2 separate regions of the Mus musculus genome follow, and region 2 is linked to region 1. The links are chromatin contacts, called in public Hi-C maps. All regions are on one chromosome and are shown on one strand. The core of a region is the stretch at or near the end of the contact, and the rest is flanking DNA. Distances in the headings are between cores, read along the strand shown.

Region 1 (2,980 bases), core at 390-2,889:
GGGTGTCACAACCAGCTGCTTTCGACCTGACATTTTGATATAGGGTCCCTTGGATAACCTGAGCCCACTGATTCACCTGGGCTGATGGACCACTGAGCCTTAAGGATCGATCTTCCTCTCTGTCTCACCAGTACTGGGATTACAGGTATATACTACCACATACTGCTGTGTCTCACAACTTCAAAAGTCCAAAAGTAACACTCCAAGTTTTCTTTCTCCTGTTTCCAAATGTACTTTAATTATCAGTGTTGGTATTTAGTACAAATCAGGAAGGAAGTAAAGAAATACACATTTAAACTTGAAAGACTATAGCAAAACTCTGAATTTGAAATGCAGTAGAAATAGCTTAGATAGATGTGACCTATAGGAGATTATAAGGAGCAGCCTTAACCAATGTTTCTCAAATATGAATTATAATGCAATTAACTTGGGTTCTTAGCAAAACACATTCTGACTCACATGGGAGTGGGATTGATGACTATAATCTCAGGGTGTCTAAAAATCACATGACTACTGACTTGGCTACCTAGAGAGTATGAAGGCCCCAGAAATGTGGACCTATGTAGGCCCAGTAACATCAGAATCGCCTCTAAAGTCCTAGAAACAAATGCCTTAAAGAATAAGGAAGCTCATTATTTAGTTTCCAACTAAGTCAACTGCTTAAACCTAGTCATGTAAGCTCACTCAGAATAAACTAGAACACCTTGAAAATACCACGTTAGAAACTGTTACCTAAACAAGATAACAAATAGCTTAAAATATTTGTTTTTGCATGGCTGCTGGCTCTGATAATATGTGGGGAAAGTATTACAACCTGGAAAATCAGTAGTTGAGACAGTAATCTCCTTGCTGCTCACACTGCCCCTCTCCCTAAGCAATGCACAGCTTCCTTAGAAGTACAATCAAACTGAGTTTTCTACGTCTTTATGTTAAAAGCATAAACAACCACAGCACAACTTTGCCAACTGCTCACAAAGAAATATTTATACATTGCCTGGCTGATACGTAAATATATGTCAACTTTTTGATTTATGGTTATAGATTAACTATTTACAAGCACAGAAACACAAATTATATGACATTAATTGTTTGAAACAAAATATTCTTGAAGGAAAACAAATCTGAGGGTAACTAAAACACAGTCTCACAATTACAGAGAGCTCAGCTTTCCACATGCGAGCCAACTGCTTGCCTACAACTCTAAAAGGAAGCTACACATCTGGGTCAAGGGCTACCCACCCCAGCAAGAGACTGAATTTAAAACTTTACTTCTCACCCGAAACTTGAGCGTTATCATTTTGCTCAGAGTCTAATTTGGAAAAGAACAGTCACCAGCTTCCTGTTGTCCCGAGGACAGAGGGAACACCCCTTGTCTCACTACTAAAATCGGATGTTTAAAAGGGAGTTCTCAATCCGAGACAACTTTATCCCCTGTGACATTTGACAGTTTCATGAGATAATTTTCATGGCCACAGACATGGTGTAAAGGAGAGGGGGCAGTGTGGCACTGAGGGGGCACCTCAGTGGTGTGTGTGGCTTTGGGTACTACCAGACAACGCACTAAACCCTCCTGAGATCCAAGGATCTCCTACACATCCAGGATGCGGCTGAGCTTGAGAACTCTGACTGGAACCATAGAGCCTGCAGAACACAGAGAGAATTCCCTTTCTGTGTGCTGATTACATTCCCAGCACACTAGTAAGTACTGGCTGGGTGTTAAATACACTATGTGGCATCTTAAGGGCAATATAGTGATGAAAAGCAAGCATTATTCCCAAATACACGGTCATGTTCCTTGAAAAAAATATATATATAATGCAGGCGTTGTCAGAAAAATAAGTTTGTTTTGGATTTTTTTGTTTGTTTGTTTTAAAAGTCATCCATTTCAAATTCTCTAAGTTGTACAAACTATTATATGGAAGGCACTCCTTGATGCTCTGACAGGATAGTGCAGAGGCCAGGGACAGCCTTCCATACATTAAACAGGAGGGACCTTCCCAGGCTTATTGAAATATCAGTATATATAGTTCCCTTTCTGATAGGATTGATGCTCCATACTTAATAGGCTGAAGTCTTTCTTTTATGAAAATTAAAATCAATGTGGTATAATAAGTGGTGTTTCACAAGCAGGAAACAAAATAAAATGCAATTTTCAAAACACAAATCAGAGATCTCCGTGGCTGCCAAACATCTGTCCACCTAAAATGTCTGGGATTTAACTGTCTCTAGAAATCCTCAGTGGCCTCACATCTGAAGCTCAGGCGCTGACAGTCACAAGGTTGAACACACCTTTAATCATGGCTTCAGCTGCACACAGGTCTTGTTTGTAGGTCACCTAAAGGACAGATAAACCTCATTAGGCTCAACAGAGCAGGCAGGAATGTGAGAGCTGTAAAACAAAGCCCCAAGGGAATTCTTCCCTCGGGAGAAACTGCACACACCACACAAGCCATTTCCAAACCAAAGAGCCATTAGACGTTCACATTAAATCAAATCCAATTTCAACAAATTATGAAGATCTAAGCCTTATATCTTTGACTAAGTTATGATAGCACGTAGCAGTGGTTACTGAAATATGATTATTATAACTGGTGTCAAAGGAAATGCATAAGGGTTCAAACAGAAGTATGCACACCACTGTTGTATAAGGTTTCACACTGGAAAAGAAAGAGGTAAGGAAGAAAGGAGAAAGAGGGAGGAAAGAAGGGCTGCGAGGCTGAGGGAGGAAGAGAGTCTCCAAATAGCAAAAGATGACCAGCTCCATTCTAAGCTGAAATTCTCAAAGACCAATTTACATCTAAAGGGACTTCGGAATTCTGAAGGTCATTGTAAAACGGGTTGGTTGCACCTTGTGAAATTTTTCTTAAAGCACAGCCTCTATAAAAAGAATCTATAGGGTACCACAGTGCACCTAAGGACAATGATGCACTTTCCTTAATAGCAAACAGCTTGCTCATAATTGCACCCTGCTTGTTGTAAG
Region 2 (2,700 bases), core at 138-2,637, 190 kb before region 1:
GTCTATGGAGGTTTGATGCCCCAGGTTAGAGGGATGCTAGAGTGGTGAGGCATGAGTGCATGAGTGGATGGAGGGGCACCCTCATAGAGACAAAGGCGAGGGGAGAAAGGGGACCTGAGATGGAGGGCTGTGGAGTGGTAACCAGGAAGGGGGATAACATTTGAAATGTAAACGAATAAAATGATTAATTAAAAAGGGTGACATAAACGAAGGCTAGTTAAAATACTAATTTTAAACATTCATATAAATATGGATAATAAATCAAATTGTCTGGAGGTAAGATGAGAAACTTCTTAATCAGAAGAGATTTAGTAAAGGGGCAACGAACCACGAAGGCCACCCTCCAGGTAGCTAAAGCCAGTAGCAGTGGTCTCAGTATTTTCTCCTAAAACAAGGAGAAGATCAAAAAGACCAAATGAACCCGGCCTCCTGAATACAAAAGGATGATGTGAAAATCCTGAATGTCAAAATGACTTAATTAAAGGAAAAAGAAAACGACGGGGCACTAAACTGTAAAAAGTTCCCATGCCACTAGAGAAGGAAGAGAAAAATGAAGGGTGGAGGCTGATCTAAAGTCAACAACAACAACACACACACACAAGAAGCCCAATAGAGATGAGGGAGGACATCACCTTCATAAAGGGGAGGGGCATAAAACAGCCCTTGATTTGACTGACAGCCTTCCCCTGGAACAGAAGAGCGCAGAGAGAGGCAGGAATTTTTTTTTGCAGCTGGGTACTGACGAGAAGCTAGAGCAGAAAAGCTAGGGTCCAGAAGAACAAAGAGAATTAAGCAACTGGAAAACACACAACTTCCACTAACTTCACTCAGGACCGCGTATTTAATGCCATTTGGTTCTGCTGCTGTAACAGAAGAGGGCAGCATTGATTTAGGTAAACAAGGCAAGCCCACAAGGAGGATGAGAGAATGTAACACCTACAGTTGTCACACAAAAGAGAAAATATTTGACCAACTCTACTATCGAATTTCCATCGAGGAAATTAAAGATAAAGTAGGAGACTGTAGGGGACACCTCAGTCTGCAGCGCACTGTCACATAAGCCCGACATTCTTGTTGAAAATGAACATACTGAGGTCATTGATGAGGAAACTATCTTTCAGTTGCCAGGATAAAATACTGACCAAATCCAACTTGGGGGAGGACAGGATTCATTTACTTTACACGTCCACATCACAGTTCACTGTCAAGGAAAGCCAGGGGAGGGACATAAACAGGAAGCTGAGAATTGAGGCAGAGGTTCCCAGACAAATGCTACTTAGTGGATTATTTCTCCTAGCTTTCTCAGCTTCCTTTCCTATACAGCTCAGGCCCACCTGCCCAAGGGTGGCCATGCCTACAGTGGGCTAGGCACTGTATTAATTAGCAATCAAGACAATGCTCCCACAGATTTGCCCACAAGCAAATTGAGTGGGCTTATTTTCTCCTCTGTTGAGAGTCCTGCTTCCCAGGTGTCTTCAGTTTATGTCACATGGCGGGAGTGGGGGGGGGGGGGCATGGCAACTAACCAGCACAGAAACCTAACTGGCCATTTTACACAAAATAATTATCTGATATTTGTCCTACTGGAGACTGAACCATGGCTATGTAAGTACGGAAGATTCGAGTCTAAATCGCTGGAGGTAGCTTAAGTCAGGCATGGATGTATGCAGTGCACAAAAGCCCAGACCTGGCTGTGTGTATGAAGGGGCCTGTAGGTGGCAGTGGAGAAGATGACAGGAGAAGATGACAGCTGGGGGCTTCTGATTACCAGCCTAGCTGCAAGTTCAGTGAGGTACCCTATCTCAAGAGTGTACAACAGAGAGGGATAGAGCAGTAGATTGGACATTCTCCATAGCTTCCATACTCCCAACACACACACACACACACACACACACAAACACACACACACACACACACACACACACACACATACTTGCACGTACAACTTATATATGCAAAACACACATATAAACACACACACAAAAATCAACAGTGAATATACAGACAAATAATATTTTTCAAGTGCATGCCCATGAAAGGCCAAAGATACGCCACAGATTAAAGCGGTTGACAAAACAAACTGCAACATATGTTTTCAAAACCTAAAAAGGGAGATGGATCCTACTTGAAGATTAAATAATGGAGTCACATCAATATTAACTTCCTGATTTGCGTACAAAATTCTGCTTCTAGGGTATGCATGAGTTCCTTGTATTGTTCCTACGTTCTTTTGGTAAAACTGAGATGTTTTGAAGATGAAAAGTAAAAAGTAACAAAAATAATAAAAAGGGAGAAAACAATTTTAATTAAAATGTTAAGAAAAAATCCTCGGCAAAGGCAAACAACCAGGTGAACAAAATAAGTCCAAATATAAATGCACAAAGTTCATAGACAGAAACACAAAATTTGCCAGGTTGAATTAAAAACTAAAAGCCACCATGGGAACACCAAAGCAAAGGGCTGGATTTTACAGGACTAAAAGACATTCATAAGCCAAGCTTTTATCAAAAGAAAGTCTGGCTCTCTGTCATCACCAGAGGACTTTAGAGCAAGTAGATGTCACTGATGTGTGAGTGTGTGTGCATGTGTGTGCAGGTGTGATTCTCCAATCACAGGCTTTGGGTGTTTAGAACAACCCAGTCCATTATGGATTAACCTGATGGGCCCGGAAGGCATCCATGAAAAGACAATGCAGGATGT

The links. A called contact is a pair of places that touch in the nucleus more often than the background predicts.
Region 2: a Hi-C map of cranial neural crest shows a contact between it and region 1, with 2.7 times the contacts expected there. The contact joins two enhancer-like sites. A contact is called at or near these places in 2 of 484 Hi-C or Micro-C datasets (cortical neurons and cranial neural crest).

What each region holds. Positions count from the first base shown.
Region 1 is chr12:36,476,055-36,479,034 of GRCm38.p6, reverse strand. Crppa (CDP-L-ribitol pyrophosphorylase A) reads right to left here. Exons shown (of 10, transcript NM_178629.6): 5 at 2,290-2,335. Among named protein-coding and RNA genes, the nearest start is that of Crppa, 96 kb to the right of the region's middle. Within about 2 kb of position 1,639, at least 19 of the 459 cell types and tissues checked have an H3K27ac peak or open chromatin away from gene starts, as enhancers often do.
Region 2 is chr12:36,669,353-36,672,052 of GRCm38.p6, reverse strand. All of the region lies in intron 9 of Crppa (CDP-L-ribitol pyrophosphorylase A), which reads right to left. Among named protein-coding and RNA genes, the nearest start is that of Mir5099, 150 kb to the left of the region's middle. Within about 2 kb of position 1,387, at least 3 of the 459 cell types and tissues checked have an H3K27ac peak or open chromatin away from gene starts, as enhancers often do.